Regions from separate parts of the Mus musculus genome. Here region 2 is linked to region 1. A link is a contact called in public Hi-C data. All regions are on one chromosome and are shown on one strand. The core of a region is the stretch at or near the end of the contact, and the rest is flanking DNA. Distances in the headings are between cores, read along the strand shown. Region 1 overlaps Gm35244 (predicted gene, 35244). Region 2 holds the start of Glrx2 (glutaredoxin 2 (thioltransferase)).

Region 1 (4,752 bases), core at 1,876-4,375:
TGGATGGATCACAGGGCCCCCAATGGAGGAGCTAGAGAGAGTATCCAAGGAGCTAAAGAGATCTGCAACCCTGTAGGTGCAACAACATTATGAACTAACCAGTAGCCCGGAGCTCTTGACTCTAGCTGCATATGTATCAAAAGATGGCCTAGTCGGCCATCACTGAAAAGAGAGGCCCATTGGACACGCAAACTTTATATGCCCCAGTACAGGGGAACGCCAGGGCCAAAAAATGGGAATGGGTGGGTAGGGAAGTGGGGGGGGTATGGGGGACTTTTGGGATAGCATTCTAAATGTAATTGAGGAAAATACGTAATAATAAAAAATATTTGTAAAAAGTAACTTTAAAGGCAATATAAACAAGCAATAGCTTCCTATTGAATGGATGATGATAAGACTCCAATAGGTTAAGACATGCTTAAGAATGTGGTTTTGGCTCTGGGATAACTATGGCTAAAACTTAGCTCACACTTTTTCTCATCATCTTTCCACACCACTTAGAACATTTGCCAAAATGCTACAACCTCCTAGAAAGTCATCAAGACATATAGGTATCTATGAACAAGATGAATTGTCATGGTTCTGAAAGTCGAGTCAGTCAGCCCAGGTTGTCATGACAATAATCCTTCCAGGCTGGTGACTGAGTATGTAAAATGCAGTCGACCCAGGCAGGAATAAACCTTATTAAAACAGCATTCTAAAAATGGCCTATCTGGTTTGCTCATTCTGAATTGCAGAATCTTGACTGAAATTGTCATCCAAGTTAAATTCGGTACAGATGACCATATTTAACAGCATCAGAAGACACTTACTTTTAAAGATTTATTTTATTCTGACTTGTGTGTATGTGTTCATGGTGCATGTGTATGCAGGTGTTAGAAAAACTTCAGAAGAATTCGCTGGAGCAGGAATAACGGGTGGTTATGAGCCACTGGATGTGGGTCTAAGAAGCAAAGTCCGATCCTCTGCAATAGTAGTATGTGTTCTTAACTGTAGAGCCATCTTTACAGCCCCAGAATGCATTCTTTCTCTAGGGACTTCAGGGGGAAACTATAATGGTTAAGAGTAGTGATTGACATAAGATTACGTTTGAAAAGCTACTGTGTGCCTATAAATGATCACACACACACACACACACACACACACACACACACACACACACAAAGAAGCTGGGTTCTGACACAGAATCCCTTCAGTAAGAATTAACAGAGCTCCGTCTTCCAATATTTTTCCTCCTTTTTATTAGAGTCTGTTTTCCCTGGCCCAGACTGTCGTTTTCAGGGCTGGCGTGTTGTTATGGTGGTTTTAGTATAACAGCGTGAACACGGGCTCTGTGTCTACAGTCATTCAGAATTCATATCCACAATAGTATCTTCTTCCCTCGCTTTATAATCTAAAAGAACAAAGGAGGGAGAGGAGAGAGAGAGAGTCTGTGACAAGTTCTAGAATGTATTTTTCATTCTAGCATGAAATTTTTATTCTAGTGGGTTTTATTCGAGTCTTGTTGGTAAGGAGAGAACATTTCACACATAGCCTAACCTAAAAACTGATCGTCCACCCCCAATCCTCCCTGCCCCTCCCCCACCCCCCAAGGCAGAAGCAGCCGTCTTGAGGTTCAACTTAACCAACTTCCACAACCTAAGATTCACTCAATGGAAGAATCCTATGATGCATACCACATTTCAAACTTGTGTAAATATTTCACCAAAGCACAGTTTTGTTTTGTTATGTTCCTTCAAAGCTTCTGATCATGCCAAACTGGCCTGCCACGTGTATGTTCACTAAAACATCCACTCTCTGAACAGAACAATCATTCTAGAAAATGGAAGTTATCCGAGACCTTCGGCGCAGGCAGTGTGGACATCCTTGTCCGCTTCCTGACTCCTCTTCTCCCCGCTTTTCCACTCACTGTGCTTTCCGCAGCTTCAGAGCTCTGACCCAGAAACCCACTCCTGCTAGCACCTCCGCCTCGAATTTCCCTTTGCCTGTGCTAAAATTATCTAAAATTGCTCTCCTGCAGCTGTCTTCGAGATAGAAACTTCTCTGATCCACAGTGCTACTTCTAAACCTTTCATTTCTCTAAAAGCTTTGATATCCACAGCTTCGGAGCCTATGAGAACTTACTATGCCGCCCACCTCTCCTCTTGACTGCATTTACATGGGACCTCCTACTACCAGAAGATATCTTCTGACCCCCTACATTATTATTATTATTATTATTATTATTATTATTATTATTATTATTAAATTCCATATGTTTACATCTCAAATGATACCCCCCTTCCCGCTTACTCCTCCACAACCCCCCCATCCCCATCTGCCCTCTCTCCCTCCCCTTTGCCTCTATGAGGGTGATCTCTCACCCACCAAACTGCTTCTGCCCCACCACTCTAGCATCTCCCTACACCGGGGCATCAAACCTCCACAGGATCAACCCTTCCCACTGATGTCAGATAAGGCCATCCTCTGTTACATAGGTATCTGGAGCCCTGGAGCCCTCCCTGTACTCTCTTTGGTTGGTGGTCTAGTCCCTGGGAGCACTGGGTAGTCCGGCCAGCCAACATTGTTCTTCCTATGGGGTTGCAATCCCTCTCCACTCAAGTCCTTCTGCCAGCTTCCCTACCAGGATCCCAGAGCTCGGTCTGATGGTTGGCTGCGAGCATCCACATCTGCATTGGTCAGGTGCTGGCAGAACCTCCCAGGGAACAGCCACACCAGGTTCCTGTCAGCAAGCGCCTTGGCAACCTCAACAGTGTCAGGGTTTGGTGTCTGCAGATGGGATGGATCCCTGGGGTGGTGTGGGGGGCATCCCCGGTTGGCCCTTCTTTCAGTCTCTACTCCATTTTTTTGTCCCTGTCTTTCCCTTGGACAGGAGCATTTCTGGGTTAAAAACTTTAAGATGGGTGGGTGGTCCCATCCCTCAACTAGGGACCATGCCTATCTACTGGAGGTGGTCTCCGCTTTTCTGCGTGCGTTTTGGCTAACGTCATCCCTGTTGTGACCCCTACATTCTCACACCCTTCCTCGTGCAGAATTTCAGCAGCCTTGTGGATGCTTCCTCCTAAGCTTGGTTTACCACTTGTTCAACCGTGCTTCCTGTAACCTTAGTAACCATTTCTGGTCTTATCTGCAAGACCTTATTATCTTCACAGAAGATACTTCCTTAGGCTGTTGTCTGTTGCATAGCACAATACTACTGACTGTGTCATTTGTAAAGAGTGAGGTTTAGTCAGGTGTTAGTTCTACCCAGTAGGAGGACCAACATAGAGGGGCCACACATAGTGAAGGACTGCCAGGTTCTAAGACAGTTCAGGACACCTCCTTTCGAGAGGAATGCAATACAGACACAGAGACAAACTGTTTTTTTTAAATTAGGTATTTTCTTCATTTACATTTCCAATGCTATCCCAAAAGTCCCCCATATCCTCCCCCACCCACTCCCCTACCCACCCACTCCCCCACCCACCCACTCCCACTTCTTGGCCCTGGCGTTCCCCTGTACTGAGGCATATAAAGTTTGCACAACCAATGGGCCTCTCTTTCCAGTGATGGCCTACTAGGCCATCTTTTGATACAAATGCAGCTAGAGACATGAGCTCCGGGGGGTGGGGGTGGGGTACTGGTTAGTTCATATTGTTGTTCCACCTATAGGGTTGCAGATCCCTTTAGCTCCTTGGGTACTTTCTCTAGCTCCTCCATTGGGGGCCCTGTGATCCATCCTATAACTGACTGTGAGCATCCACTTCTGTGTTTGCTAGGCCCTGGCATAGTCTCACAAGAGACAGCTCAGTGATAATTCATTAGCTCTTGAATGGATTAACCCTCCCCTGAGTATAGATCTCTGATGACCTCATAGTCATCTTTAAAGACCCTACCTCTTAATAATTTATGATGGAGCTTAATTTGTAATTAGTTTTAGTTAGGTATATAGATATTTAGTTAGGTAGTATAGATCACTCCAAAGTCTCCATTTGGGACATGATCTTTCCCTTCTTCAGAACCCTCTAGAGCAGTGGTTCTCAGCCTTACTAATGCTGTGATCCTCTAATACAGTTCTCATGTATGACCCCCAACTATTGTTACTTTCATTGCTAATTCATAACTGTAATTTTTCTACCATTATGAATCATAATATAAATATCTGTGTTATCTGATGGTCTTAGGCAAAACCTGTGAAAAGGTCATTAGACCCTCAACATAACCCATAGGTTGTCCATCTGTTCTTTGGTTCTTCACTGATCTCAATCTACGATGGCATCACTAAATCTTCACATCACTCCTATCTGTTTTTTTCTTCTCAAGGTCATTAATATCCCACAGTTTGGGGATATAATCTAGTACCTGCTAGCTTTAAAACTCCTTACCCTGTCTTACTTGACAAAACTTAACATGTAGAACTCCTCTCTCTCTCTCTCTCTCTCTCTCTCTCTCTCTCTCTCTCTCTCTCTCTCTCTCTGTCTCTCTTCCTTCTTCCCTCCCTCCTTCTCTCTTCTTGCCTGTATTTATGTATGTGTGTCTCTTTCTCTTGTTTGCCTGTCACTCAAAAGCTACATATTAATATATTTTAGCTAATTGAGCACACCTTAGTTTCATCCCAACAAATTAAAACAATTGGTCATGGCTCCCAGCAGTACTAAACTCTTACCAAGCAACTTTATAGCCTCACTTTGAAGGTAGCCTTTTCTCCTCGAACTTCACTTTGCTTTCAGAGGTAGATCTTGCTTCAAAGTCATTGGGGGAAAAAACAAATCG
Region 2 (4,435 bases), core at 960-3,459, 420 kb after region 1:
AGTATTGCTAACTCTATTTACAGTGCTGTACGTTAGAACCATATGTTAAATATCTAGAACTTTTTTTTTCTTGTATAAGTAACACGTTACACTGTCAGTAATATCTCCATATAACTCTCCTCCCGAGGGCAGTAACTATAATGATCTTCTCTGCCAAAATCCTCCTTTCCTCCTCCTCCTCCTTTTGCTTTGTTTTTGTTTGTTTGTTTGAGACAGGGATTTGAAACAGAGAACTGTTTAGCCCAGGAACTAGCTCTGTAGATCAGACTGGGCTCACACTTGGAGATAGGATGGCCTTTACTTCTCCAGTCTGGGAGTAGAGACATGCTCCACAACCTCCGGGCCCCCAAATCCTCATGTTGTTGAAGTCATCACTGTTGGTCCAAAGCAACTTCTCAAAACAATAGTGCTGCTGACAATGTCCTGAACAGAGGACTCTGACCCGGTGGGTAAACAGAAAACTTCAGCTCCTGTTTACCAGGGACCTCCCTTAATCTGCTCCCAAAGTTCAGTTACCTTACTCAGACAGACAGACAGACACCACACACACACACACACACACACACACACACACACAGCCTTGACAGTTTGATTCCCCCAAAATTTTCCTTCTAGCCATGGAGTGGTTAAGTTGGTGATTTTTACTGCCTGCGCCCTCTTGCTTACTTACAATCCCAAGTGTGGACAAAAAGTATTCTTCTTATAGCTATCTCAGGAAACAAGCTAAGTCGGAAAGTATCAGTCTAGCTCAATGCATGATGCTTATCTCAGGCATAATGTTGTTAGTACTTGCATGCTGATGTTTTTTAAAAGAGCAACTGCTCACTACAAATCTCATTTACAGTATATTAAAATTAAATTGCGCAGAAGACATGGTAGTGAATGGTATCCCAGCATTTAAGAGATGGTGCTGGAGGATTGTAAAATTGAGACGCATGGGGATAAACAATGTATCTCTAGAAAGAGGGAGGGGTTTACATTGTTTCCCTTAATTGAGCCAGAGGTAAATTGTTCTTCAAAAGTTCTACTTCAAAACAAACAACAAAAGCCACAGTAACTTTCCTAAGTCGCTATCTCTTGGTAAAATTATTTTATATAGCAAACTTTGATTTTCAAAGTAAATTTGGGCTTTATGAAAAAAAAAACATGTTATGCCCCTGGGAGATTTGTTTTTGCAATTAACTTGATGATTATGAAAATCTTTTATGATTTGATGATATACAGACCAAGGGAAGTAAAAAAAGAGCAACCATAAACAGAAGTTCTAATTTTGTACCTTGGCAACATGAATCTTAAGTTTGGGTTCAGCATGGAGGCTCAAGAAAGGTATGGATAAGCCGGGCGTGGTGGCGCACGCCTTTAATCCCAGCACTGGGGAGGCAGAGGCAGGCGGATTTCTGAGTTCGAGGCCAGCCTGCTCTACAAAGTGAGTTCCAGGACAGCCAGGACTATACAGAGAAACCCTGTCTCGAAAAACTAAAAAAAAAAAAAAAAAAAAAAAGGTATGGATAGTTTCAACGATTGTTCATAGTTTTAGATACACCATTAGACCTTGGCTTTCAGTTTCAGTATCCTCAGTGTATAGAGCTAAGGGCGGATCCCCCTGAACTTATGAAAACACGTACAAAGGGCTATTATTACCGTCACTGAGAGGCTTGGATAGGTTTGTCATTAGGAGCTGCGGCAGCCATGGCTGTTAAAGCCATGATGAACTGTCTCTGGGCTAATTCGTTTCCTAATTTCAGTTTATTTTAAAAACACCACCTTGCTTTCTTCGGAAAGAACGTTAAACATTGGACCGCCTGTGTTTTTCACTTTCTGAGTACAATTCAACCTGCCTATGGACTCCGGATCAATAAATTAATCTTAAGATGACATTCCGGTCCGGTCCATCTTTCACATCCTAAACCTGTCTGACCAGAGGTGGTGACTGACCTACCTACCACCCTCAGGTAAACACCGGGCCACCACCCTGCCTCGAGTAATTTTTCTTGTGGCTCTCCCTAAGCCTCTTTCTTAATCCTGAATGCGGGCGTGAGGAGCTCGGGAGAACTCGGTAGAGATCGGAAGAACTCGGCAGGCAGGTGAGTGCCTCGCTCTACCGCCGAGGATGCGAACCTGCAGGCTCGCGGGCACGCGGGCGCGTGGGCGCGCGGAGACGGGGGAGCCAGGAAGCGCGGCGAGCCCGGCGGCGGCGCGGACAGCCCGATGGGGCGGAGCGAGGCCGCCGGAGGGGCGGGCTTCCATCGTCGTGGTCGCGATCGCCTGCTGCTCTCCCGGAGGCTGCCGGGGACCTTTGGCTATGTCCTGGCGCCGCGCGGCTTCGGTGGGGAGGCGGCTGGTGGCGAGCGGGAGGATCTTGGCGGGGCGGCGTGGCGCGGCTGGAGCTGCGGGCTCGGGGTACGCGGCGGGGCGGGCCGGGCCTGCGGGGCTTGTGGATCCCTGCGGTAGTGTTAGTGTGGACCCAGCCGGCTTGGGGGACAAACAACAGACGTCCTAGTCTGAGCTTAACAAATACAGCATGTGGTTTTAACTCAGCGTAGACCTGGATGGCCCTGAAAAGAGACTCCCCTGCTTGTGGGAACTTATATTGAACTTATATTATCGTTCTTAGATTGATTGTAAGTCTTTGCTATCCTGTCGCAGGATGTGAACTTGACTCATGCTTTTAAATGCCCAAGGCTTTGCAGCTAGTAACTCTGGCATCCTGTAGATGTGGTTTCTGGCTTGATGGGAGCATTGCTTTCCCTGGCTTCCTTCCTTAGCATAACCCTGGGCTGGCATACCAGTGATGGCCAATCAGGCCTGGCCTAGGCAGCTGTCAAGACGTCTGTCTCAACATCCTATACTCCCCTGTCTTCCAGGGAGACTTACTTTCTGAAAGCGCTGGTCACGTGATGTTAACCATTTGCCAGATCATTAGGACTGTTTCCTATTGGAGATATCTGGTGTATATCCTGCTTTGCCCACCTACCACCTCTTAGTAGATGTTTCATAAATGGAGCGCGACTAGTTGGTGCTTTATCAGTGTTGAGGTATTTCATTGGGCATTTATGCGGTGCCTGCCCCTTTCCTTAATAGGAAAGCTAAACCAGAAATCGAAGGGACTGCCTTAAGAAAGGTAGGGGTGCTTTTTTTGGAGCTTTTTCTTTGGCAGGGAATATGCCTCTTTGGTCTTTTTTTTTTTTTTTTTGGTTTTTCGAGACAGGGTTTCTCTGTATAGCCCTGGCTGTCCTGGAGCTCACTTTGTAGACCAGGCTGGCCTCGAACTCAGAAATCCGCCTGCCTCTGCCTCCCGAGTGCTGGGATTAAAGACGTGCGCCACCACACCCGGCTGGTCCTCTTAATTTCTTAGAAAAGCTCACCCGTCGTAAATGCCACATAGGTTTAAGGAGGTGGTAAATGCTAGATTAGAGATTTTGTTTTTAGCGTTGAAAACCCAAATAGACTGGATTGATGCCATCCAGCGTTCTTCCAGGCCAAAGCCATCTGGCACTTTCCTACTGCTTTGAACTTCACAAACCCTGCTAGCATTTTTTTTTTTTTTTTTTCTCAAAGCTGCCTCCCACAAAGTAGGGAGCAGTCTTCCAAGCTTCTTACCCCCTCCTACCCTCTCTCTACCTGGAAAAAGCACAGATAGTTGCAATGATTCCTGTCTCTAACTCATCTTTGTTGTTACGGAAGGTGATGCTTGTTGCAAGCTTATTTGAAGTGGTACAGAGTGACCAAGTAGAGCAGATATTCATCATCCAGGGCTAACATGAGCTGGGAAAGGCCATTTGATACAGATTCATTCAGAAACAGGACTGAAACTCTACACTGTGATTTAGGACGTGTTTTCACTGGGGCCTTTAAAATTTAAACTTAAAATAGCTTACTTTTGCACTTAATATAAGTAGCTGGGTGTGGTGGCTTTAATCCCAGCACTTGGGAGGCAGAGGCAGGTGGATTTCTGAGTTCGAGGCCAGCCTGGTCTACAGAGTGAGTTTCAGGACAGCCAGGGCTACACAGAGAAACTTCCTGTTAAAAAAAAAAAAAAAAAAAAAGAATAAGAGTATACTGAACAATCGAACCAGAGATTGGTTTTACTAGGTAAAATTTATTGAAAGGCTGCTTAGAGAAGCACGTGGGTCCTGCTGGTGTTAGCGGACAAGTACTTTGAGAACTGGTGTTTTGTACTGATAAAGCTTCTTCCTGCTTTGTGTATTTGGACATATTCATATTTAAGGTTGTCTTCCCTGCTGGGGGGTCACCTCATTAACTGTGCTGATCTTTTTCATTTGTTTTAGAATGGGAAACAGCACATCGTCGTTTTGGGGGAAGTCTACAACTACTCCTGTGAACCAGATCCAAGTGAGTGATGGGGAAGACCGAGGAAGAAGAAATAGCTCACACGGTTAATGTACTTCTTTTGTGGCCAGACTTGACATAGTTG

The links. A called contact is a pair of places that touch in the nucleus more often than the background predicts.
Region 2: a contact with region 1 is called in a Hi-C map of the HPC-7 cell line, with 4 times the contacts expected there. The contact joins the promoter of Glrx2 here to the enhancer-like site in region 1. A contact is called at or near these places in 3 of 39 promoter capture datasets (the HPC-7 cell line, liver and stem cell-derived epiblast-like cells) and 1 of 484 Hi-C or Micro-C datasets (the HPC-7 cell line).

Annotation. Positions count from the first base shown.
Region 1 is chr1:143,316,631-143,321,382 of GRCm38.p6, forward strand. It overlaps Gm35244 (predicted gene, 35244), which reads right to left. Exons shown (of 3, transcript NR_168345.1): 2 at 4,646-4,721; 3 at 1,225-1,393. Among named protein-coding and RNA genes, the nearest start is that of Gm35244, 26 kb to the right of the region's middle. Within about 2 kb of position 3,126, at least 27 of the 459 cell types and tissues checked have an H3K27ac peak or open chromatin away from gene starts, as enhancers often do. A contact at or near this core is called in the HPC-7 cell line, where this site is marked.
Region 2 is chr1:143,737,359-143,741,793 of GRCm38.p6, forward strand. Glrx2 (glutaredoxin 2 (thioltransferase)) reads left to right here and starts at 2,210. Exons shown (of 4, transcript NM_001038592.1): 1 at 2,210-2,400; 2 at 4,290-4,353. The coding sequence starts at 2,303. It overlaps Gm46161 (a long non-coding RNA gene), which reads right to left and starts at 1,808. Exons shown (of 2, transcript XR_001779472.2): 1 at 1,642-1,808.